Regions from separate parts of the Sus scrofa genome. Here region 2 is linked to region 1. The links are chromatin contacts, called in public HiChIP or PLAC-seq maps. All regions are on one chromosome and are shown on one strand. Each heading gives the region's core, a stretch centred on a gene start, on an enhancer-like site or on the middle of the called end of the contact. The rest is flanking DNA. Distances are from core to core; before and after follow the strand shown. Region 1 holds the start of ADRM1 (proteasomal ubiquitin receptor ADRM1). Region 2 holds the start of OGFR (opioid growth factor receptor).

What was found. HiChIP or PLAC-seq counts read pairs in DNA pulled down with a chosen protein or histone mark.
Region 2: an H3K27ac HiChIP or PLAC-seq map of alveolar macrophages shows a contact between it and region 1. The contact joins the promoter of OGFR here to the promoter of ADRM1 in region 1. A contact is called at or near these places in 1 of 5 promoter capture datasets (fetal liver) and 1 of 2 datasets of contacts at active chromatin or transcription factors (alveolar macrophages).

What each region holds. Positions count from the first base shown.
Region 1 is chr17:61,691,101-61,696,790 of Sscrofa11.1, reverse strand. ADRM1 (proteasomal ubiquitin receptor ADRM1) reads right to left here and starts at 3,868. Exons shown (of 10, transcript XM_021078220.1): 1 at 3,753-3,868; 2 at 2,800-3,013; 3 at 2,020-2,136; 4 at 851-974; 5 at 500-586; 6 at 1-52. The coding sequence starts at 3,012.
Region 2 is chr17:62,061,247-62,067,613 of Sscrofa11.1, reverse strand. OGFR (opioid growth factor receptor) reads right to left here and starts at 2,131. Exons shown (of 7, transcript XM_021078228.1): 1 at 1,946-2,131. The coding sequence starts at 2,098. It overlaps MRGBP (MRG/MORF4L-binding protein), which reads right to left. Exons shown (of 5, transcript XM_021078245.1): 3 at 6,236-6,317; 4 at 6,018-6,092; 5 at 4,652-5,654. The coding sequence ends at 5,467.

The DNA.
Region 1 (5,690 bases), core at 2,619-5,118:
CCGCTGCCCAGTAAGCTGGCCAGGCCCGGCCCAGTCAGGGCCCCCAGCCCCCCTGCGAGGAGCAAGGAGACAGGGCTCAGCTGTCACCCGGCCAGACAGCCCACCCTCCCCGCCAGAGGAGCAGGAACGCGCGCACCAAAGCCCAGGGACAGGCAGGGGAGGTGGTGACCACGGCGGGGCAAGAGGCAGCTCTTCCCGCCAAGCCGGACGCTTCACCCCCCTGCTACCAGGGCACTGGGTCCTCGTGACGTGGAGCCCAGGCCCAGGACGAAGTGACAAGCGTTTCCTGAGCGCCACGCCAGCCTGACGGGGCGGCAGCGCCGGGGCCACCCAGAGACCAGGCTCCTCCCCGGGGCCTCGCCTCCCTCCGCCCAGGGCTCCCAGCTCCCGCCTCAGGCAAAGCAGGCCCTTCCCCGGGAAGCCTGCACGCAGAACAGAGGGCTCGGAGCCCCTCGGAGCGCGGGGACACGGGGGAGGGCCCGGGGCCGGGGCGCGTTACCCAGTCCTCCGAGGCCGGCGGGTCCGATGAGCTGCATGAGCTGGCTGTGGCTCATGTTCCCCAGCAGGCTCTGCAGGCCGCCCTCGCCTGCAAGACAAGGCGGTCAGCCCGGGACGGCCACGGCTGGGCCTCCCGCTGCCCGGAACTGCGCGGCCCGCCTCCCCCAGTGTCCCCGCCAGGCGGGGCGGCGCCGTCTCATCGGGCGCCGGTGGGGGTGACCCCGGAACGGGGGAGGGGGCTTCTAACGAGCAACCCTCTGCGTCCGCTTAGCAACAAGCGGGCCCCACTCAGGGGCCACGTCACCTGAAACCCACCGCGACCTCCCGGCACACCCGGGAAGGGGACGGTTACCGCCCAGCGCCGACAGCTCGTGGCCTCCGCTGCCGCTGGCCCCCAGGGCGCCGGGCATGGGCGGGTTGTTGAGGTACTCGTTGACCTTCCGGCAGTGCTCCTCGTCCTGGTCCGTCTTGGGCTCCTGCGGGGAGGATGCGGCACCCGCGCGGCTGAGCGGCCCGCCCGCCACGGGCCGCCTTAGAGGCGAGGCACCCGAGGCCTGGACAGGCGGAGTCACCTGTCCGCAGTCACCCGTTTCACAGAAGGGGACCCTGACGTGCCAGGAGCACTGGGGGCGCAAAGGCACCGCCTTGTGACCCTCTGGGACAGGCCCTTCACACGGCAGGCCAAGGCCACACGTGTGACACCCCCACTGACCCTTTCATCGGAGCACCGCCCACGGACCAGCGCCCCCCGTCAGCAGGGCGCTGACATGAGCACCAGGTGTGGGGGGTCAGGCAGCGCTGCCCTGTGAGCACCCCCAGAAATGCAGGACCAAACACCTTCGCCTCTTGTCCAGGAGTCACTGAGCATGTGCTGTGGGCCTGCAGGGTGACGCGGGGAGGGGGGACAAGACACAGTCCCCAAGCTCAGGGCGGAGGGAACAGAAAAGGCACCACGTGGGGTCAAAACTATGGAGAAACAAGCTCTACGCCAGTGGCTGACACACCACAGGCCTGTTTACAAATAAAGTTTTACTGGAGCGTGGCTACACCCGTCTGTTGACCTGTCCTTGGCCACTGTCACACTACTCAGCGGAGGTGAGCTGGCATGACACGACCGTCCTGCCCCGTTGCACAGAGTGCCGGGGGCGCGGCGGGGGCGGGGCGGGGGATCTGTCCAAACTGCAAGCACACAGGCTCACCTACCGCAGGAGCACGTCCACGTCCCCTGGGCAAGAGGACCCCCAGGGACCCCGGGGGCGGGAGCGCTGGAGGAGCGGACCACAGGCAGACTCTTGCTGGTCAGCCAGGGACTGCCGCACACAGCGGGCACCCGAGGCCCAGCTACAGGTCCAGACCCTGGGCAAGCCCGCCCCCAGGCCCCTGCGCCCAGGTCATACCCTGGACTCCTAAGGTTCCAGGGCAAGCAGCTTCGGTCAGCGAATTCTACCACCCAGGGAGCAACTTTCTAACCTAATTTCACGACAGGAGAAAAAAAGATAAATGCTGACAAAACCCATGTACCTGCATCCAAAAGAAGAGCCGCTTGGAGCCAGCCTTAAACTTGAGGACGTAGACCCTGCCGCTGGGGCACTGCGGCACACGCTTGAACTCGCAGTCATCAGGAAAGATGATCAGATCCTACAGAGAGCAGCAGGGAGGAGAGTCGGCTTCACGGGCACAGCATCGCTGAGCCCCGGAACCTCCGGGAGAACACGCTGGGTCCCGTGTTGAGTGTGGGGGCGTGGGGAGAGGACACGGAGACCACGGGGTCTCTGGGGGGCAGAGGCACCACACGGCGGGCACGAGGGCCAGGAGGGGCTTGGTACTAAACAGAGAAGGGGGGCTTCTGACTCTCGACGGATTTTCAATAGAGACACTTGGGGAAGCAACATTCCAAGATGAGTCAAAAGGCAACTGTGACCTGCTCTCGAACCTAACAAGAAATGATTTGGTCTGAAGAACAAAGAACACCAAATAAAATGACCGCTCGAGAACGCTGTCGAGGATGCGGTAAGTTCAGGACTTTTATACAGTTTCTCCAATTCAAAGCACCTAATTAATCTTCAAGTTTAAAGGACACACAGGCAACGGGAGAATCTATAGACCCCCCGAGGCTAGAACGACCCACAAGCAAAAGAAAATATCTGATAAGGGCACCAGGCCAGGGGCTCCGGGCCTCCCAAGACCTGCCAAAACGGAAACGGCCGCTGTGCCCCTGGGGCACCGGTCCTTCTGTGAAAATCGCCCCGCGCTGACAACCAGGCGGGGGTCGAGATGAGATGGAGGCCACCAGACACTTACGTCTTCCACGTTCCCAGATGTCCTGTCTTTCCAGCAAAAGTGAATGAGGGAGTCATCTGTCTGTTGAATGTACACGAGGCCTTTCCGTTTATCTGGGGTGACAGTAGTTCCTTTTAATGACATCTTTCCTGCCCGAAACTCCACCAAATACTTGTTGGAGGACCCGCGGGAGCCTGGCACCAGGCTTGGAAACAGAGCGCCTGAAGTCGTCATCCTGAAACCGGACCAGCAAGCGGACCCAGTCACTGCCACGGAAACCCTAACTTCCTCCTCAAATGTTCGCTGGCGGCGGAGTGAAAGCCCCTCTCTCTGAACCGCGGGCTGCCACTGTGCTGGGAGCAGGCGGCAGGCCCAAGCCGCCCAGCACCCGCCGCCAAACTCCTCCCGGGTGGACCTGGGCCCGCAGTACCTGAGCCCAGGGAGCCAGGTTCCCTGCTGCTTCTCGTGTTTCTAAGAGAAGGAAATTTACCCCCGCACCTGAACTGCATCACCGCTGCGGACCCTCGTCACCACCACTCTCCGTACTTTTTAAATCTGCAGCTCCGAAGGGTTTAAAACCGTGAGCTGGGCAGACAACCGCTAACACACTGGATAGGAGACAAGGCTGTGGCCTAAAACCGAGTTTCTGCGCGATACGGGCAGGCTCGCTGCCTTAGAAAAAACCCGAGCACCCGGGAGAAGCGCAGCAAGCCCCGCGGCGGCGCTGCATCCTCTGCGGGGTGACCTGGCCATCCCCGCCCGCAGACCCCGCCGCCCGACGCCCTCGGCTGCGCTGCGCGGCGGGCGGGGCGGCGGCTGGGCTGGCCCGGGAGCCGGGCCCCAGAACCCCGGCCCGCGCCGGCCCCTTGCCCCTCAGGCCTCCGCCCCCCGGGCGCCCGCCCGCAGCCGCCGACGGCGCAGACCCCGCCCCCTGCCGCCCCCGTAACCGTCCCCGCCCCCGGCGCCCCCTGTACCTGGTCCGCGCCGAGAGTCGGCCGAGAGGCGCTGTCCGGGATCGCTCTTCCTCCTCGGCGCCTGCCGGGCCCCGCCGGAAGTCCCGCTCGCCCCGCCCCCCCGCCGCTCTCGCCGCCGATTGGGCCCCGTCAGGAGAGGGGCGGGCACTGGCCCGCGGGCGATTGGCCAGAGCGGCCGCCCATTACCCGGCCAGGCCCGCCCCCCCGCCTGCGGCTCCTTCCGGCGGAAGCGCGGGCCGGCGGCGCGCGGGCCAGAGCGGCCCCTATTGTTGCTGTGTCATAGGGGCGCGGCGGCGGCCCCTGGCGGCGGCGCCTGGAACGGCGAGGCGGGCGCGGGCCGGGCGGTGGGCGCTGGCCCCGGGACCGCCGGGCCGCGCCGGGCCGAGCCCCTGCGGGACGCTGGAGGCTCTCTCAGTTTCGCTGTCAGTGCGAGACACCGGGTCCCGAGACGAAGGAGAAGTCGCTAGCTCAAGGGAGAGGATGGCCTAGGACGCGGGGGCCGGGGGCCGGGCGCGAGGGTTTCACATTCCGGGGGCAAGGTGGCAAACTACAGCCCCGAACCCCGTTCCATGGCCTCCACCCATCCTCCTCGATTACAGTGACGACCCGGCTGCCCCCCATCGCCCCCGTACCCCAACAGCAGTGATGGCACAGTCCTCCCCATCCCCCCCAGCACCCCAGACAGCAGCGTTGGCACGGCTGCCCCCTCCCCCTCGTCTGCGGGTGCAGCGTTTCCAGAGGCTGGTGGGCAGTCAGGATGGAGGGAAGGCCAGACTAGATAAACGGAAGGCGCTGCCCTCCCACTACTTTTATTTCCGCTTCATTTACACCCAGTCCTGCAGAGAAATGGAAAAGCGGCCCACGTGCTAGGTGCCCCCAGCCGCACACCCCACCAGCGCCGCCTGCCTCCCGGCGCCAAAGGCAGGGCCGTCCTGAACTGTGTGCCCACTTTCCTGTGTGCTGGGTGATTTTCTCTCTATGTGTATGGAAAACTTGTTTTTAAGCTTTTCATAAAAGGTATAAAGGTGAAAAGTATTCTTTCACTCAATGTTTTTAAGATTTATCCACCTTGACACCTGTGGCTCTAACCCATTCATTTTAACTCCTGTACCCTCTTCTGGTGAGTTCCATACCCCTTGCTTTGTGATCTAAAGAGTCACTAATTTTTTTCTTTGTTTTGGAAAATATGACTGTTTTTCATTTTAAAATTTTATTTGTGATAATAAATGCCTTTGTTATTTTTAAATTAGTTAATATTTATTTTTAATTTATAATAATGGTAAATATCCATAGATTAAAAACCCATATAGACAAAAGCTCTGTGGGGTCCTGGATAATTTTTGAGACTCTCAAGGGTTCCAGAGGTGGGCGGGGGGAACAGCCAACTTGAGGCAATGCTTATGGGAGTTCCCTGGCGGCTCAATGGGTTAAGGATCCGTCATTGTCACTGCTGTGGTGCCTGTTCAGTCCCTGACCTGGGAACTTCCACATGTCACAGACGCAGCCTGAAAAAAAAATTCTAGTACAACGTGATGCAATTTTGTGGCCTCTGACGCGGTCACCACCCTGCAGACAATGCCATCCCATGGCCTGTGAAACCAGGCAAGAAATCAGTGAAGCAGCACCTGTCGTGGCACAGCAGAAACGAATCCAACTAGGAACCATGAGGTTGCAGGGTCGATCCCTGGCCTCACTCAGTGGCTTAAGGATCCGGCGTTGCCATGGGCTGTGGTCACAGAAGTGGCTCAGATCCAATGTGGCTGTGGCTGTGGTGCAGGCCGGCAGCTGTAGCTCCAATTAGACCCCTAGCCTGGGAACCTCCATGTGCCGCGGGTGTGGCCCTAAAAAACAAAAAACAAAAAAACCCACAAAGCTTTATACACTTTCAATAGTTTCTTTGAAAAATCTGAATAAGGAAGCAAGCTACAGGTAAACGGG
Region 2 (6,367 bases), core at 882-3,381, 370 kb before region 1:
AGCTGGAGAGGAGGCTGGCCCCCTGCTGCCCACTCCAGCCCTCAGGACCCACGGGCCATCGTGCATTCTTGGGGTACAACCTCTAACTCCAGCTTCACTTCCTCCTCCCACGTTCGCTGGCTCCCCTACTGGCAATCACACCCCAGGACCTCCCTCTGGGAAGCCCACCTTCCCTAGCACGTCCTCCTTGCGCCATACTAAGTTGTCATCACCAGGCTGTGTCCCTAAGGGCAGTGGCCTTGCCACCTAGAGCCCCAGGAGGGGCTCCAGATGTTTCCCATGGGGGGGGGGTTCCTCAGCCAGGTGCCAGTTTGGCCAATGCACAGTGCATGACACCAAAACTCCGCAGCAGCGGCCCCCACTCCCGTCTCGGCCAGTTTCCAGTTCTCCGCCTCCCTGGAGCCAGTCAGGCTTGTCCCTGGGTTGGCTCAAGAGAATGGGTCCTGACCAGACCCCGGCCATACATGTAGCTCGGAGCAGGGCCAGCCCCACGGGCCCTGAATGGGTCCCGGCCATACACGTAGCTCGGAGCAGGGCCAGCCCCACGGGCCCTGCACAGCACCAGGCACCAAGGAGCTGCATCAGGACCCAGCGTGGGGCGGTGGGGGGAGAGGAGGGAGTTGGGACTTGGGGAAGGGACAGAGGCCACAGCGGGAGGGAGACAGGGAAGAAAGAGGCCAGAAGCTCCTTTAGGAACACGGAGTGTGGGACTACCGGCTCCTCAGCTACTGGCCACGCCCGGTGGGCATCCGCTGGGCAAAGAGCCAGATTCCTGCCCTCTGACTCCAGGCTGTGACCCGACCACTGCCCAGCCTATCTTCCCGAGGAACTCGGGCCCGCCTGAACCACTGCGCATGTGCCGAGGCCACTGGCCTTCCCGGCCAGCCCTGAGCCCTTGGACGTCCCTCTTGGTGGTCACGCCAAGACCCAAGACCCAGAGAGAAAGCCGAGAGCCAGGGCTCTCGTCTGCTACAGAGAGCGAGCATCCGTCCTGGGGCCACGGGCTGGAACTCGAAGCCCCTTAGACATGGTGCCAAGTCACCCTCATCCCAAAGCGAGTGGTGCACATGGTGACAGCGCTCACTCTGGCCCTCCCTGTCACCTGGAGCCCCAGCTGGAGCAATGGCACCCCCTCCAGGAACGTGCCACCCAGTGAGCGCAAGTAACCACGGGTAATGACGGGTAACCACAGTTAGTTATGACAAGTAACCAGGGGTGACAGAGTAAATGCTGGTAGGGACAAGTGACCAGCGGTCCGGTGGTGACCGCAAATAACCAGTGGGCACAGCCGAGCGCCCTGGCTCAGGGCCACGTAAACAGATCCTCCAAGGCCACCTCCAAGACGTGAGGCCAGCCCAGCCAGGGTGGGTGGGTGCTGCACAGGCAGAGTCAGCCGGGATGGGGCAGACTGGGGGCTGGTGGCCTGGGCGATGCTGGAGCCGAGGCAGTGGGGGAGGGGGAGGTGCTCCCTGAGCTGCGCCAGGGTGGGGGCAGGGAGCAGCAGGAGAGAGAGGCTGGGGAGCAGTGGGGGTGGCGGGGCTGAGGGCCGGGATCTACTACTCAGAGGACAGGGCCAAGGGCCGGAGGGTGCGATGTGGCAGGGAGAGGAGTCAGGGATGCGCCCCGGCCATCCCCTGAGGAAGTGTCATCATGCAGATCTGGTCCTGGGGGCACGGTCCGGGGGTGGCCCTGGATCCCGGCAGGGTGCCCTGGTGGGGGACCGCACGCGGGAGAGCGGGTGGGGGGCCCATCTCAGGGCGTCGTGGGGATCACGGCCAGGGACGGGGCAGTAGCTGGCGATGCAGTGCCAGGCCCGGAGCCGGGTCTCCGAGGGGTGCCCTGGCACCCCGCCCCGGGGGTACGGCCTTCCCGGAGCAGGGCCTGCTTCCCTGCTTCACCGCGGCCTGCCCAGGGGCGCGGGGTCCCCAGCGCGCGGGGGCGGCACCTGGGGCATGCAGAACCGCAGGGTCTCCTCGGCCTCGGCCCTCGCGGTCCCCGGAGCTCTGGCCTCGCCGCCCTCATAGGCCCTGGAAAACGGGCCCTCGCCGTCCTCCTCCTCGTCGTCCTCCCAGGTCGAGTCGCAGTCCGGGTCCTCCATGCTCCGGCGGCGGCGGCGGCGGCGGGACCCGCTCTGGCGGAAGCGAAAGTGAAAGAGGGAGGAAGCGCGGGGGCGGGCCGGGGGCGGGCCGGGGGCGGGCCCGGGGCTGCGGCCTCCCACCGCCCCGCCGGGGGGACGCCGGCCCCAGGATGCCCCCGGAAGGCTGTCCCCCCCGGGATGCCAGGCCCCTCCGAGAATTTCCCTTTGCCGAGAAAGGCCTTCCGGAGATGCTCGCCCTCCCGCCGGATGCTCCCCGAGCTTCCCCCAGAATAGCCCTGTCCCCTGGGAGAGTGCCCCCACAAGGCCAGCAAGCTGCAGACCCCTCTTCCTTTCCCCCCAGCCCGGAAGGTTCCCTGGGGGACGCCTCTCCGCCCCAAGATCCCCACCCTGGAGACTTCTGCCCCCCCCCCCCCAGATTCCAGAACCATCGCCTGGAAGAACACAACCCCCCAAGATCTCTCCCCAGAGACCCCCAGCACACCCCTTCCCCCAGGACGCACTTCTGGAGGATTCTGTTTGCACTGCGGTGCCCCCTCAGGATGACCTCGGGGAGGAGGGCCCCTGATGCGTGGCCCCCTGGAGGTGTCCCATGAGGGTACCCTACCCGAGTGGGTGGCCATTGTCCCCAGCATGCCCTCGGGGCTGCAATCTCCCCACATTTCCTTTGGGGAGTGACCCTCTGAGCCCACCTTGCTGCTGCAGCAGGACGGAGACCCCTGTGTCCCCTCCAAAGGCTCACACCGGTCAGTTTGCTTCTTCGAGGCCCGCAGGAGGCTGTCTCTCCAGTACTGAGCAGCCCCTAGTGCCAGGTCCTCAGGGCCTGGCCTCCTGGCCCCGAGCGGCCTTCTAAGGGTTACAGGAAGGGCCAGGTGCTGCTGCGCTTCCCAGGAGCCCCACACACCCAGAGGCCCAAGTGTCCAGGGTGAACCCCTGGGGTCGTTCAACGCAGACTGAGGCTGTTAACTGCCTCCCAGGGGGGCGTCTCTGCGGCTGGGCCGTGGCCGATGGCGGCTGGGTTGGGCACACATTGGACAGATCACTCAGCCGCGCTTCCCAGTGACCGTGGGTCCCTCACTCACCCTCTGCCTTGGACACCTGCTGGGTGGCAGCGGGAGCTCCGGCGAAGTTGGTGACCCACCGCTTGAAGGGAAAATTGGGAGTGGCCCCTCGGGTAAAACTCGTCTCCTGTAACTACCACACAGCCGTTTACATTGAGCTAAAACCCCGCTCTGGCTTTCAGATTTGGACAAGATAACTGCTGGGCGAGCAGCCTGTGGGGGCTGAGGTGAGAAGGTGAAGGCCCGGTCCAGCCACCGGGGACGTGGACTCCCCTCCCCCAGCTCAGCCTGCCTCTGCCTGGGGATGTGACATTCCTTGAGCTATGGGGGGGGTGACAGCCCAGAGCTGAACAGAACCTTGTGATCTTGGCCTTGCTTGGTGCTGGTGCCAACAAGCCCTTGCAGGCCCATCCACCGGCGTCACCGCTCCAGGTACCGTCTTGCTGGATGACTTTCCAGGACAGTAGTGACTCCGCAAGAGGTCTGGCGCTCTGGCATTTCTGCAAATCGCCCTCCTCCCACGGCCAAGGAGGTTTCTGGAGGAGCACGCGACAGAGCAGCCACCGGGCCTCGGGCGGGGCTGGCCCACTGCAGACTGCCGCCACAGGCCTGGCCTCAGAGACCCTGGCTGGGACTTTTGTGGGGCTGGGAGCCTCTGACGGATGCTGATGGGTGCTGGGGGCGCCCTCCAGGGTTGGGCAGCTCTGAGAGCACCTGGGTGGGCAGGCGCCACCCAGCCTCTGCCTCCTGAAAACCCACGAGCAGACAGCGTAGGAGACGCTGGGCCTTCCCTCTGCTGCCAGGGCCGGGGCCCCCTTTCCACGGGGGCTATTCTCAGACTCTGCCTGGCTGCCACGTCACAAGTGAGTCACACACAGCTGCACCGGGGCAAGGTCCAGCTCCCCCCTCCCAAGGGACGTCACCTCGGTGGGGGTGTGGCTCCTCTGCTGGAGACCCGCCCACAGGGCCCCCAAGCAGGCGTGGCACCAGCTTCTGCCCAGGTTCCAGCATGGCGGCGGGGGGTGGGGGGTGGGGTCAGGCTGGGGGGGCGGCAGACCCCCGACACCAGACGCTGCAATAAGCATCGGCCCTGCTGGGAAGCAGGATGCTAGCCGTGCGCGCAAGGCCTGGGGTGGCCAGTCTCCTGATGGTGGCGGCAGGCAGCACGGAGACTCCTCGGGGCTTGTCCAGATGTGGGCGAGCGTCTCCTCTGTGGCTTGGAAGGTCCGCTCCGCGGGAAGAGCCAGCTCTGGGAACCAGGCACCAGCTCTGCCTCCCTCCGCCTCCCTCCCTACCTCCCCACCTCGGCCTTCTGTACCCAAATGCTGCTCACAGGTAACAACGTAACGACGCGAGACTTGCTCCTGGTTTGTCTATACATTGTATCAGTGACTCACCTACCTCCAGAGTAGCTTCAGCTACAAATCTTGAAAAACAGAAAACTTGCCATTGGAGGAAACGTTAGCTTAGTTTGGTATCAAAATCACAGGACGGCCAGGTTGCTTTTTTGTGTTTTAATGTCCCTCCGTCAAAAGCAAGTGCATTTCAGCCCGCCCGGGGCCCAGGCTGCAGGGCCCACAGGCCTGCCTCCCTCCACTCACTCATTTGGTCTGTTTGCAAGTTGCTCGATAATACAAAAATAACCGCTACAAATTCTCTGTATCTGGCATATAAAAACTGAGCAAAAAGTTAGCTCAGTAGTCATCACCGTAAAACAAAACCTCTCGGAAAAAATACAACACGGATTTAACTTCGCAGCATTTTTTTCATATAAAACACTAGTAAAATAGGCTTCTTAAAAATTAAATAGCGAAATCCCAAGCGAATTATATACACCGTTACAGTACAAGTGGATGAGGCAGAATACTCAGTTCTCAGTCTCTCGGGTGGTGGAGGGGCCGTCGCCTGAGGCCTGGCGCGCTCCTGAGGCCGCAGCCCGTCGAGAGGGCGCCTGACGGGCGGACAGATGGACAGATGGGAAGCCCAGGGTGTTTATTGCTTGCCGTGCCAGGCCTCTCCTGCCAGCCCTGCTCCCTGCCCACGCAGCCTGGTCCTCAGGCTCGTTCCAACGCTGGGCCACCGGTGCAGCTAAGCTGACGCCCTGGGAGCCACGTGCCCAGACGACACGGCCTGGGCTCACCTCTCGGCTCTCAGCTCTGAGCGTGGCCCATCTCGGTCGACGCGGGCCAGCCCAGCCCCGATGGTCTGAGTGGCACCTTGGGAGCCTCTGGCACCTGAGGGCGGGCAGCGGGGCCGGTGGCATCTGCCCGCTGACTGCCTGGTGACCATGGCGACCGCCACTGCAAGCGTCTACGTCCGGCGCCGCTTGGCTGCGCTGGGGCTGGAGGGGTTGCTGTTGGCGGTCAGGACTTTGTCGGTGACCCGGCTGCGCTTCCGCTTGTCCGACCCCTCTTTGGACCCCAAGTCTGAGTTGCTCTTGTCTTTGTCTTTGCTGGACTTTTCCGCGGACTTCCCCAAGCTTCCTGAAGATGAAAAAACTGGGAGACAAAATCATTTGGCTGAAAACAGAATATCCAAAATTTTATTTCATCTTCCTGCTCGGTTAAAAAAGACAATAGCTACACACACGACATTGACCCCCCCCAAGGCTCCTCCTGCGCTGTGGGCACCCGTGTGGCCTGAGGCGTGTCCGGCAGCCCAAGGATGTGCCGCCCCGTGCCCACACCCGTGCCCGCCCCGCAGGGAACGAGGTCCGTCTGCGCGGTCTTGGCCGCGCAGGGCTCTCCCTGGACGGATGGGCAGCCCTTGCCAGCTCACTCCGAGCCCTGTGCTCCCGCGTCCACCTGACTGTGCAGGGGCCGGGCCGCCCTGTGCCCGGGGAGGGCGCACCCCGGCCTTACCGTCGTCGGCCCCGTTGTGAGGGTCCACGTCTTCCTTCATCTCCTCCTTCATCTCCTCTTCGACGGTCACTTTTCCTGCAGGGAGACGGCAGCGCTGGCAGGACGAACCTCAAGGAGGCCTCCCGCCCCAGGAGGGCCGGGCACCACCCTGCCGGGGAGCCTAGCTCCCCAAGGCTCGTGACCTTCCCCCTGGGCCACTGCCCTCGAACGAGTCTCACCTTCTCGGACTTCCTGAATGATTTCTTCTGGAAGGACGAAGTTCCTCTCCGGGTTTGGGAACGGAAGAATCTCAGACTCATGCTGACGGCAAAGAGGGCGTTTTTTTTTTTTTTTTGTATGTTTTGTTTTTT